2 separate regions of the Gossypium hirsutum genome follow, and region 1 is linked to region 2. Evidence: chromatin contacts called from public Hi-C data. All regions are on one chromosome and are shown on one strand. Each heading gives the region's core, a stretch centred on a gene start, on an enhancer-like site or on the middle of the called end of the contact. The rest is flanking DNA. Distances are from core to core; before and after follow the strand shown. Region 1 holds the start of LOC107933445 (calcium-binding protein CBP). Region 2 holds the start of LOC107934030 (thioredoxin reductase NTRC).

Region 1 (6,290 bases), core at 3,069-5,568, 450 kb after region 2:
ACCAAAAACTTAAGTAACCTTTTACAAATTTGAAAAAAACAATTATGAATCAAGAGGCACAAGGTAGATATACAAATAAATACTTCTCTCAAATACAAATCATCACTTGAAAGAATGAATAAGAATTAAACCCACAATTTTTTACAATCGAATATAAGAATAATAAGGTGAAATGATTGTATTTTTGTTCTTGATCTTTGTAAGTTTGCTTCTTATCTTCATCGAGTGCCCTTGATCCATATTTATACCCGCTCATTGCTTTTTAGATGTTTGGAGTAGCTAGAGGGAGTTTCTAGCCATTGAGAATATTGGATTTGCGCATTTATTGCAATATGTAGGTCTATTTCTTAAGGCATAGAAGGGATGTCTCTATGCATCGACACAAAAATATTACTATTGGAGCAAAATGTCTCTAAGTCAACAAGATTTATGTCTCGAGACATAATGATTATTGAGTATGCCATATGTTTCAGTCAAATTTGGAAGATAATCTTCCAGTAAACTCTATTTATTTGTTTCTATCGAAGTCTGATTAGTCTGATTATTTTATTATTATTTGACTATAAAATTAGTTTATAAATACACTTGTTTACAACCTTAGAAAATACACTAATTAAATATTAAAATTCATAACACTTTTGGAGAATTTTGTGTTTACGTTTTGAGGGTTTCTTGTTTTCGGGCTTCGAAATTTAGTTTTTATCTCCTCTTTTGTACTCTTCGTTATTTTGTTATTATAATAAAATCATATTTGTCCATAATTTTTTATCCTTTTTGAAGAGATTTTTCCACGTTAAATTTATGTCCAATTTCTCAATTTTTTTCTTATTTGTTGCTTAATCGAGTCGAACCCCAATAATCACCATGTCTCAAGACTTCTTTGTTTCGAGATATTTTACCTCATGAAGCAAAAATTTAACTTCAAAAAAGCTTTATATCTTGAGATATAGCAAAATGCCTGAAGTCAACAAGACTAATGTCTTGAGGGCTTAGAAGGCTATCTCAGACATTTCACCCGTAAAGCAAAACTTAAACTTCAATGCTTTATGGCTTCCTAAAGCAAAGTTCGCATTCAATGTTTTATATCCTAAGATATTGTTAAGAAAATGCAATATTTTGAATTTAAAAAAACTGATCTGCTTAAACTTTTGTAAAATAGCATGCCATTTGGAAATTTTAATTTTGAGTTTATAACACTTAACAAATTTGACTAAAAATTAAAATTTATTTTATTATAAAATTAAAAATAAAATCATGGTTTATGATTATTAGCTAATAATGGATTGGATTGTTGAAAACTGAATATTTTCAATTGTTGACATCACATTACAAAACTTAATAGTCAAGTCATTGATTGATTGATGGCATTAAATAAAAGCAAAGAAGTAAAACATATCAATATGCATTGGCCTTGCACATGAACATATCAATATGCATTGGCCTTGCACATGGCATTTATTCAATTTGAAAAAATTTCAAAACTCACATAACATGGCTCCATGGAACATGGAACAGCAAAGCATGAAAACCGCATAAACATGGCGATTGGAATCAACTTCAAAATAGTGCTTATACAAGAAATTCAAATCAAACCCTTTAATAATATTAAAAAAAAAACCTTCAATAGCAAGAAAAACAAAGAGTTAAAATACCTAAAGGAATTTACTCCATAAACGCAAACCCATAATCAACGACAATACCGTTTTGCCTTCATAATCTATTAATTCATGCAATTAGGAATGGCAGAACGGTAAGCATAAAAGCTTCGTATGTAAAAGTCGCATTACCACTGTACATGGCATCCTTCTCCTTGAATTTCTCAGTTAGTCCCTACACAAAGAAACGAAGAACCAAACACTGATTAGAAATTGAGCCACCCATCAAGTTAAATGAGGAGATGAGTAGAAAAAGAGAGCTCACTTTAACTGTAAGGCAGCACCTGCATTTAAAAAAGAAAGAAAGAATAGTTATTATGATAGATATAAATTGCTCAAGTTTTTATGATATGACTAAATCAATTAAGGTGATAAATAGTGGTCGTACTCGATGAAGTTGTCATATTCAATGGCCTTGTTTTTGCCTCCAGTTTTATCAAACTTTGAGACAAGCAAATCCAAAACAACAGGAGAGACTGAAAATCCGAGACTCAAAAGTGCTTCTCTCAGTTCATTGGCATCTATTTTGCCACTCCTGTCCCTATCGAATCTCTCAAAGATGGCCTGCACCAAACCCATTTTTTTAACTGATTAAACCCACAAATGCAATGATGAATACTGTTCTTTCATTTAAAAATACTACGGTTCTGATGGAAATTACCCTCCAATTCTGAAGACTATAGAACACTGAAGTGAACTCCTTCGGACCTGTATTCAGAAATTTTATGAAAGACTAGTTAAAATGTTGATAAAAATTACTGATATGTTCATTTATAAAATTTATTGTACTAAGCAAGAAAATCAAGAAAACCAATTCAAACTTAAATATTCGGTTCGGATTCGATTATTTTCAATTAACAAGTTAAAAAGATCTTAATTCTTCAAAACACAACCGAATTTTATATTTATTTAATTTAAAATTCTTTATAATGTAGGGCAGCTGAAAAATAAAATTATAATAATACAATATAAATATATTATATTTAAATTACTAAAAATAACTTCAAATTATTATACGATTATTTTAATTTTTTTTAAAAAATAATGAATTTAACCAATTAAAACTGATGAAATTCATTAGTGAGTCAATTCAATTTTTTTAAAAACTAGAATTTTATATTTTAAAATCGAACCGAACCGAGAGGTATCAGTCCTAATCATGCCCACCGCAGAAATCAAACAAACATTGTCAAATTGAAAAAAAATAATGCATGTGAAGTAAATCAATCACTTATACCCAACGAAATAATATATTAAAAATTACATATATATATATGAGAAGTGTCTTTAGGTTTTTTTTTTTTGGGGGGGGGTTCAAAGAGAAGTTAAGTGATTGCCGTTAAAAGACTGCGTGATGATATGAAACATGATTAACAAGTTTTTTTTTTTGAAAGGGATGATTGACAAGTTTTTTTAAGAAAATAAAGTATTTATACAATTTTCTTATTTTATTTTAATTTGTGTGTCGAAAGTTCATAGACAGTATTTGACTCAGCATTAGTACGAGTCAGTAAGGCGATTCAATAATGTCAATATCAAAATATTCATACCGGAAGCCGTAATTAAGAAAATTATTTTTATGAACAGAAACAAAAATGAATTAACTAATTAATAAAACCCCGACAACAAGTTACGTCATCTTTTCAGTGTGCGGAAATGGACAAGGAGTGGATATTTTGGAAAATATCTTCCCATCTCCCTTGAAATGGACCAAAATACCCATATACCATTAGCCAAGTACATGAGAAGGTTGTTTAAGTCATTACGCTACAGTATTACAAATGTTCGCTTTTTTTTTCAAAATCAATTGACCTAATAATTCAATTGCAATTGGGGCCGAAAAGCATCGAAAGAGTTACAATAAAAGTAGAAGGAAAAGGGAACTGACCGATCTTTCTGGTGTTAGTATTAGTGAAGAGATACATGAGCAAACGAACAGTTCTCAAACTGAAGCTTTGGTTATACGAAGAAAGCGCCCTTTGCAACTCTTTATCATCAATAAACCCACTTCCATCTTGATCAGCCATTTGAAAGCAGGCAACGACGTTAGGATCTGTCCCCGGTGGAAATGCCGACGGCAACAGAGATGCGAACGGGCTCGCATAGCCTCCTGCGGGAGGATAGCTTCCGCTGTGAACTGGAGGAGCACCACCGACGCCATGCGCTTGGTGCTTGTCCTTTGGTGGTTTCTCGCCTGGAGGGGCAGAGTAGGGAGCAGAAGGTGCGCCGTATGGTGCAGCGGCGTATGGAGTACCGTACGGTTGAGGTGGCGGCGGTGCTCCAGCTGTGTATGGAGCGGCTGTGTAAGGCTGAGCTGGTGGGGAACCGTAACCGTAGCCGGGAGGGTGTTGAGGGTATCCACCGGACATGTTTAGAATTATTTCCGAACAGAAATGAGCTTTTTGCTTCGTTCTGTCTTTAGTTTCTTTGATAATTGATATTTATAAAGCTATAGTTTGTCAAAGTAGGTTGAATTTTGTATAATATTGCGGGATTGCCATTCTTTGACTTAATTGATAAGTTTAGACTTTTCGTTTTTCTAATTAAAAAGAAAAGAATTATTACCTGTTCCCGCGTATGTATGAACTGCAAGTGGATTACTGGCAAAAGAAAACTGCAAGTGGATGTAACTTTTTTCGTTGAGAATATTGGGTTAGCTAATAGGCCTTTTGAAATTTATTTATCCCTTTAACTCGGTTTTAAAATTATTAGGTCGATTTTTAGGGAAAATTAGTTTAGTTGGACGAGTTTTTCATACATATATAAAAAAAGTTGGTCTAGTTGGACACGTTTTCACTTTTAAGTTGTAAATTTTAATTTGTTTAATTTAATTATTTCTTTGATTGAATACTTAAATATTAGTGGTTTTGTCTTTTAATTCTAGGTTCGATTCTTTTTCCATTCATATTTCATTTTATTTCATGTTGTTTTAAGTTTTTTTTTAGCTTCCTTAGTTAGATGATTAAATACTTATTATTTCATCCTTAAGATCCAATTTCAATTCTCCCTTTTTAAGCACATTTGTAATTTTTATTTCATATTGTTTCAATTTTTATTAATTAATAAATATATTGTTTTCAGTTTTTATATTTTAATTAAAAACTCTTTTATTCATAAAATAAAATAATAAATATGTAATTATATAATAAAAACATATACTTTACATATATCATTATGTTAAAAATATTTGAAATTAATAACTCCTTTATATATAATATAAACATAAACTAATTTGTTTGATATATTTTTCTTTATATATCATATTTCTTTGTCAAATATTTATTTTCTCTACGTCTATTGTGGGTATGGTGATTTCAAAAATTATAAAATGAAATAATTATTTCAAATATAATAATTATTTTTATATGTTAAATATTACAAATATAGTTGTTTTTTAATCTACATTATGAGTATGATATTTCAAACATTTTTATATGTGAAATATTTCAATTAATTATTTGAAAAATCATTATGTTTATATGTGAAATATTTTAAATACACATACAAAATATTTACTAATTTACTAAAAATAATTATATTTGCAATAATCATTTAATTTTATGAATAAAAGAGTTATTAATTAAAAAGATGAATTAAAATAAAAAATTGAAAGTAATATATTTATTAATTAAAAAAACTTGAAATGGTATGAAATAAAATTACAAATGTGTTTAGAAAAGGGGAATAAAACATGGGTCTCAAGAATGAAATCATTATTCTTTAACTATTTAACTAAAGAAGCTAATATGTTAAAAATATTCATTAAAAAAAAAGAAGAAGCTTAAAACAACATGAAATAAAAAAATATAAACATTTGTAGGAGAGGAATTGAACTTGGGACTTAAGGACAAAACCACTAATTTTAAACCATTTGACCAAAGAAATTAATTATATTAAAAAAGTAAAAAATTGCAACTTAAAGGGAAAGAGCGTCAAACTCGCAAGCTTTCTTGACACATGTATGGAAAGCTTGTCCAACTGGATGTGCTTCCCTTCAAAATTGGCCTTCTTCCCTAAATAATTTTAAAACCGACCTAATGCTTAAATAAATTTCAACATCGGTATATGGCCCTATATTAGAGCTCATATAATTTTATTTATTTGTTTATTTTAATAGGATAGAATAAAATTATTTGAGATCGAACATTTTTCATGCTTACAATATGATATTCTTTAATTATAAAAATTTTAAAATCATTGTTCAATTAGTCATATTTATCATTTTCCATCTAATTCTATTAATTGGTGTTACTTTATGATCAAGATATGACGTGAAATTTTTTTTTGTGTTAGAATAAATTTAATCCTAAATTTTTTATTTTCAATCAATTTAAATAATTTTATTTAAAATTATAAACAAATATATTGAAAACCAATTTTACCAAAATATAATTTTGTACTTTAACTATCATCATATTCATCAATCTTTAACCAAATCCCCTATCCCTTTCTTATTAACGAACCACTTGTGAGATTTTAGGGAAAAAAATAAAAATTCCTCTCTTTCTCTCTCTCCCTCTCTCCTTCCCTCTCTCTCTCTCTCTCTCTTATTGTAGATGAGAACTAACCTTAACCATTGATGTAATTCGGTCTCTACCATTGAATCTAGATGAGCTTAACTATAAATATAAAGCC
Region 2 (6,652 bases), core at 445-2,944:
ACTAAGCTCGTCTTTCGAAAATTTCTATCTCGAAACAACAAAACGCCATATCCAGTAAGTTAGGACACTATGTTTTGAAATCTCGAAATAATTGTTTAAGTTTTGAAAACTCAAAATCACTTAGAAGGGTGCTTGACTATTCGAATTCAACGAGAAAAATCGCAACCCAGTAAGTTAGGGCACTACCCTTCTCGAAGTTTCCAAACATCAAGCATTGCCTTTTATTATTTTTAAAAAAAACCTTGGAATATTATTTTAAATGACGTTTTAGGATGACATATTAATGAATCATGAAGCATAGATGTACAAAATATTCTAACATTTCCATACAAACATAAATAATATCATTAAGACAAAACTAAATAACATGAACATACGTTTAATGAAAAAAATTATACTAGGGTAAATATAAGATAATAAACAAATAGAAACATGAGTAAACTAAAAGAAAAACATAATACATGCAAAAATTATACAACAATATATATCATAAAATAGCACATAAAAGAAATAATTAAACATAGTATATAAAAAAATGAAACTATGCTCAAATAAGATAAATGACATACACTAAAAAAATGAATAAATAGAACATTTACAAATTATAAAAATATAATGCAATAGTTCAAAATACATAAAATGATAATATAATATATATACATGCATAGAAAATATATATTTGAAAAAAAACTATATAAAATGTTAAATATTATAATATATAAAATACATAATCAAATGTATAAAAGATAGGAATAAATATACATATTTGAAAAATGAAGAAATTAAAATAAAAAAAGGGTTGAAAAACTAAGATAGACGAAGAATAAAATAAGAACAAACCACAGAGAGTAAGAACGCAAGAGGGAGAGAAATTTGAGTGAATGCTCTAAAGAATTCTTATTATTTTCCAAAACTCAAGTGATTTACAATGAAGGGAGAGACCTCTATTTATAGTTGAGTCTCCCTAAATCCAACGGTACAGATCAATTACATCAACGGTTAAGATTAAAGGATATCTACAAATTAAATCTCTAAGATTACAAGATCATATCTTCAAGATTGCATATCATATCTAAGATTGCATATCATATCTAAGATTGTATCATATCTAAGATTGCATATCATATCTAAGATTATATATCCTTAAAGATTATATTTCCGTATGAGTCAAGCTTATAGATGGACCTTAAATCTTTTCAAGTAATAGGCCATTTTGATTGGGCCAAATTATATGTTTGTAATTTTGTACTGAACTTGAACTTTTTTTTTGAACTTATTTCTGGGCCCGGGCAAAATTGAGTGTCTACATTAAGATGACAAGAATTTGAGAGAAATTGAATGAAAAATTGAGAATAAAATAGTTGAGAGAATTGAGTGAATAAATGAATAGGATTGTGAGAATTGAATATATAGCAAATATAGAAAAAAATTTCTAGTTGTTTGAAAAAAAAACCACTAAAAATTAGCCTTTAAATTTTTTTGACTGTTACAAAAAGTTATCGATGGACTTGTTTTCTATTTTTCACTCCAAAATTAAAATATTTCACAATTTAAAGAAAAACGACCTAATAGATAATTAAAACTTAAAATCAGCGTTTTTGCTAATTAACCCGAGTTTAAAAGTAGATAAAAAAATTGCAGAGAAATTTAGAGGTTTATTTTATTTTATTTTTTGTGAAGTACGCAAGGGAAATGCAAAACAGGAAGAATAAAATATAAATAGTGATAAATAGTACGGGAAAAAAGAAGAAAATGAAAAGGAAAAAAAAGTAGGGTCCTTATCTGGAAGGCATGAGGCTAGAGATAGATAACCTGGAACTCCTCTTCTTAAGACAAAACTGGATTGGTTTTGGGTTTGGTTTCTTTTTCTTACAATTATTTTTGTATGGTCTGAAATCCAATGGCTGTTTCTCCCAACATACGAATCAGTATCCCACTCCCTTCCACTCCTTCTACCTACCACCGTCTTCCTATGTCCACTCTCTCCTACCCTTTCTTCTTCTTCTACTCTTCCCCTCCACGCGCACTCCGTTTCCACTCTCCTCCCACGCGCCATCGCCCCCTCTCTCTCCGCCCCAAGGCCTCCGTCGAAACCCCCGCTGCTTCAGGTCTCTCTCACTTACTTCCCTTTTTTTTTTCCTTCTGTATTCAAATGGTGACTCACTGCCAGCTTTATTTATGTATATATTTAGTTAGAATAATTGTATTGCCAAGTTTTTCTTTTTAAATTAATCCCATTTCAAGCTAGCATGAAAAACATTGCGGTTTTTCTTCTTCTTTTCAAATAAATTGTTAAGGAGCATGTGGCATTCTATGTGATTTTCATTCATCAAAACCGTTGATGGTTGTACTAAAATAAATATTTATCATTTAATTTTCATATATGATAATAGTTTTCTTTCCTTTTTGCAGCAATGTGAATACTGACTGAAACTGAAATATGCTGAGTGACGCATGCAGTAATTGATAAATAGAATCTTTTCTATTTATGTTGGTTGTTGCTTTTATTTTATTTTACTTTCCGTAAAACAATCAAGTGTTTGGATAAATGGAAATAATATATATATTTAAAATTAAAACATTAATTTTGTGAGTGGCAAAATACGTGATATTTAACTCTATGGGGAAAAATATGTATATTTGGATGTGTACCATTTACTTATTGTATATAAAATAAGTTGAATTTTTATGGTTGATGTCTTTGCTTTTTGCTTTAAGATTTTTTTAATGAAAAGTGCAATAAGGAAAAAAGAAAAAACAACGCAAAAATTTTGGAATATATTTTTATGAATATTTAGTTCGTATATATAAACCACTCTGTATTGTAAATATATACTAAATGTTTTAATCGGCCCCAAAATCAAATAGCAAGGTTCGCCACCTGAAAAAAAAAAGAAATGAAAACGAAATATAAATAAATAAAAGCAAACAGACCATCCAGGGCCTAAGAAAGCGAAAAGCAATTGATGACACTAATAATCAAATAGAGTTTTAAGTTTACCACAAGTATAATTTGTGAAATGGCATCCATGTTATCAACTATTGGCATTATATTAATTGCAAAATTACTTCCTAATCTCATAATATTAATATCTATGTATATCATACAACATTTACTCATGTCATATTAACTTCTATTTGAGCTAGGTTATAGGCAGGTCCAGAGTTATGTTTTCCTTCATGTTTATAGCCAAGTTACATTGAGAGCATGAGTAATGCTTCTGTGTTTCTTCTTGCAGGTAAATTGGTTGAGAATGTGGTGATCATAGGCTCAGGTCCTGCTGGATATACAGCAGCAATATATGCAGCTCGTGCGAATTTGAAGCCTGTAGTGTTCGAGGGATATCAAGTTGGCGGTGTACCTGGTGGCCAGTTGATGACTACCACTGAAGTTGAGAACTTCCCTGGTTTTCCTGATAGAATAACTGGTCCAGATTTGATGGATAGGTATTTAAAAGAAAGATGAAAGTCTATTTCTTTCTTTGCTAATTTTATTGACAACTACTGTTTCAGCTAGAGTTATATAATTGGAGTCCTGATCGTGTTTTGACTAGGATGCGACGACAAGCTGAACGTTGGGGAGCTGAATTGTTCCAAGAAGATGTGGAACACATTGATGTTAGAAGTAATCCTTTTACAATACAGAGTAGTGAACGTGAGGTGATGTGAATTTCCGTTGGCTACTTTTGTTTTTATGTTCATTTGATTGAATTATTAGCATGGTGATAGAACTATGACTTGAATCACAACATTATGTCCAATGTTCGTTACTCCTTGCTTTTTATGGCACTTTTTCTTTATTCATATTGTTCCTTACATTTCTATTTCAGGTTAAGTGTCATAGTGTTATTTTTGCTACTGGAGCTACAGCAAAAAGGCTAAGGTTACCTCGTGAAGATGAATTTTGGAGCAGGGGAATTAGTGCTTGCGCAATTTGTGATGGAGCATCACCATTATTTAAAGGTCAAGTACTTGCTGTGGTTGGAGGAGGTGATACAGCTACTGAGGAAGCAATATATTTAACAAAATATGCTCGTCATGTTCACTTGCTTGTTCGTAGGGACCAACTAAGAGCATCAAAGGCAATGCAAGATAGGTGAGTTTTACCAACTGCTATTTTTGTTTAAAATTTTATGGCCAATATTTTACATCTTAATTTAATGATTGGTTTTTTCAAATTGCTTAGAGGTGTATGTAATGTTCTTCTTGCTTGTGAGATGTCTTATCAAAAGTTTTGGATTCATGACTATCAGAAAACCCATATGTTACTGATTTTCTTGCAGAAGTTATATATATATATATGTGTGTGTGTGTGTGTGTGTTAGAGGATGTTCAAAATGTTGACAATTGACATGCTTACTGTAAAGGTTCCTGATTGTTTGTGGGCCTTGTTTTATTCCATTCCATTTCATTTTTGTGCTCTGTGGTCCTTGTTTGGGAGCGAGACTTAAGAGTTTAAGGTTGGTTTTCCAGTGTCCCTTTCAGAAGCTGGGCTATGTTGTGGTGACTGTCTGATTTTTACGTCTCCTTTTGTTCTTTTATTTAAATGCAGTAAGCTCTTAGTGCTAGCTGAAATTTCTCATGGTGGTTCGAATTGCTACCTTGATTGTGGTGCATTGTGTACTAATGAGCAGTTCGTATGTATGTTGAGTTTTCAACTCCCTGAATGTTTTTTTAACAGGTTAATTATCACGAATGTTTCAGAGTTTACAACAATCCAAATATCACCTTGCACTTCAATACAGAGGCTGTGGATGTTGTTAGCAATACAAAAGGTCAAATGTCAGGCATATTAACCAGAAGAATTGATACTGGAGAGGAATCTGTGCTCGAGGCAAAGGGCTTGTTTTACGGTATTGGACATTCACCAAATAGCCAGCTGTTGCAAGGTCAAGTCGAACTTGATAGCTCTGGATATGTGCTAGTAGAGGAGGGTACTGCTAAAACTTCTGTGGAAGGTGTATTTGCAGCAGGAGACGTGCAGGTAATCTTCCTTTGTTCATGTTGGTTTGTGACCAGTCAGCAAATATTTCATCTTCCCAAAACCTTGAGATTTGCGTGCCAGAATTCAGGGCATGTTCACATGAGCCTTTTGAGAATATATTAATCTGACAATGCAAACACTTGTGTTTTGGAATTATTCATAATACCTTAGTAAGGGCATCTAAAGAATCTAAGGATTGCTCTAGCATCAATTGAAGGTGGTAAAATATAGGAAACATCAAGGAAAAAGATAATGAAATGCTCTCATCTTGCTTTTGGAATGTTGGTGGGTAAGAGTAACCCAATTATAATAATGAGAGTGTGAATCTTTGTCTTGTTCATCAGGTATGAACTCAATGAGCCAAACTTTTGGTATACTTTTCTCTCTTATAATCCCGTACAATGACCTATGGTATGTCATATTTTCCTAAGTTTTCCCTTGTGTTTGGAGCCAGCCTCCCGTTCATTCATACTTCCTTTGTGGTGTTGAATATGAGTAAGCCTGTACAACACATGAACTTAGTGATGAATCAAGGAAACATATATATAACCATGGAAGATGACATATTTTCTTTCAGTTGTTCCATGTATGATAAAGAAAATCTGTGAGTACTTGAATGTTTACTATATCCTCTTCCTACATGAAACATGACAGTGCTTGATTTTCCAGATAAATTCAAACTATCGTACTTTACATCTTTGGAGAAAGTCTGTACTATAAAAAAACTTGTCTTGTAACTCCTTTTGTTCTTTTATAAACAGGATCATGAGTGGAGACAAGCTGTAACTGCTGCTGGATCTGGATGCGTCGCTGCTTTATCTGTTGAACGATACCTTGTTCGAAATGATCTTCTTGTCGAGTTTCATCAGGCATTTTTCTTTCTATCAAATGCCAACTCTGGCATTTGTATTATATTTTGCAAGTACATTTTTCCTGTACTTAATGATCTGCTTTTTTTTCGAACCTGTTTATTTACTAAGCCCCTTCAAAATTATTATCACATTCACGCATGCTTTTATCAATCTTTATCATGATCATGTATCTTACAGCCTCAAACTGAAGAGGTCAAGAAAGAACTGACGGATAGAGATATTCAAGAAGGTTTTGACATTACACTCACAAAACACAAGGGCCAGGTTTGTACCTAATTGGCTTCGATTTTATTTTATTTTGTTTCATTTAAGTTTAATGTATCAAATATTTATCCTTTTTGGTTTTCACTAGAATCTTATCTCTAAACTAGTTTTCTTTTTCCTATTCCAGTATGCTTTGCGAAAGTTGTATCATGAGAGTCCGAGGCTTATATGTGTATTATATACTTCACCAACTTGTGGTCCATGTCGGACTTTGAAGCCAATTCTTAGCAAGGTATATTAGCTCTGATTGGTTCAATACTTCATTCACTTTAGCTTCCATAGTTCAAGTTGGTTGGTGAAAATTTCAATGCTGATTTGTATGTAGTTTATATGTTTCAAGGTTGAATAGATTAGACTACTAAGCTTGTGTAGATCTCATTCCGGGTGATTATGACCGAAGTTAAATATTGCATCATATTGCTTCACTAAAAGCTTGCCTTGCAGCCAGCTGGTAATGCAAATGCCCTGTGAAACCAGAAACTGGATGTTGCGTACAAAGATTTATTATACTTCACTTGGTTTCTAATGAGCT

The links. A called contact is a pair of places that touch in the nucleus more often than the background predicts.
Region 1: a Hi-C map of leaf shows a contact between it and region 2, with 6 times the contacts expected there. The contact joins the promoter of LOC107933445 here to the promoter of LOC107934030 in region 2. A contact is called at or near these places in 3 of 34 Hi-C or Micro-C datasets (hypocotyl and leaf).

What each region holds. Positions count from the first base shown.
Region 1 is chrA02:74,666,799-74,673,088 of Gossypium_hirsutum_v2.1, forward strand. LOC107933445 (calcium-binding protein CBP) reads right to left here and starts at 4,319. Exons shown (of 5, transcript XM_016865656.2): 1 at 3,544-4,319; 2 at 2,317-2,363; 3 at 2,044-2,219; 4 at 1,921-1,939; 5 at 1,387-1,830. The coding sequence starts at 4,024. The coding sequence ends at 1,726.
Region 2 is chrA02:74,218,510-74,225,161 of Gossypium_hirsutum_v2.1, forward strand. It overlaps LOC107934030 (thioredoxin reductase NTRC), which reads left to right and starts at 1,695. Exons shown (of 10, transcript XM_016866364.2): 1 at 1,695-2,108; 2 at 3,240-3,447; 3 at 3,555-3,660; 4 at 3,831-4,096; 5 at 4,705-4,984; 6 at 5,746-5,853; 7 at 6,034-6,120; 8 at 6,248-6,352. The coding sequence starts at 1,901.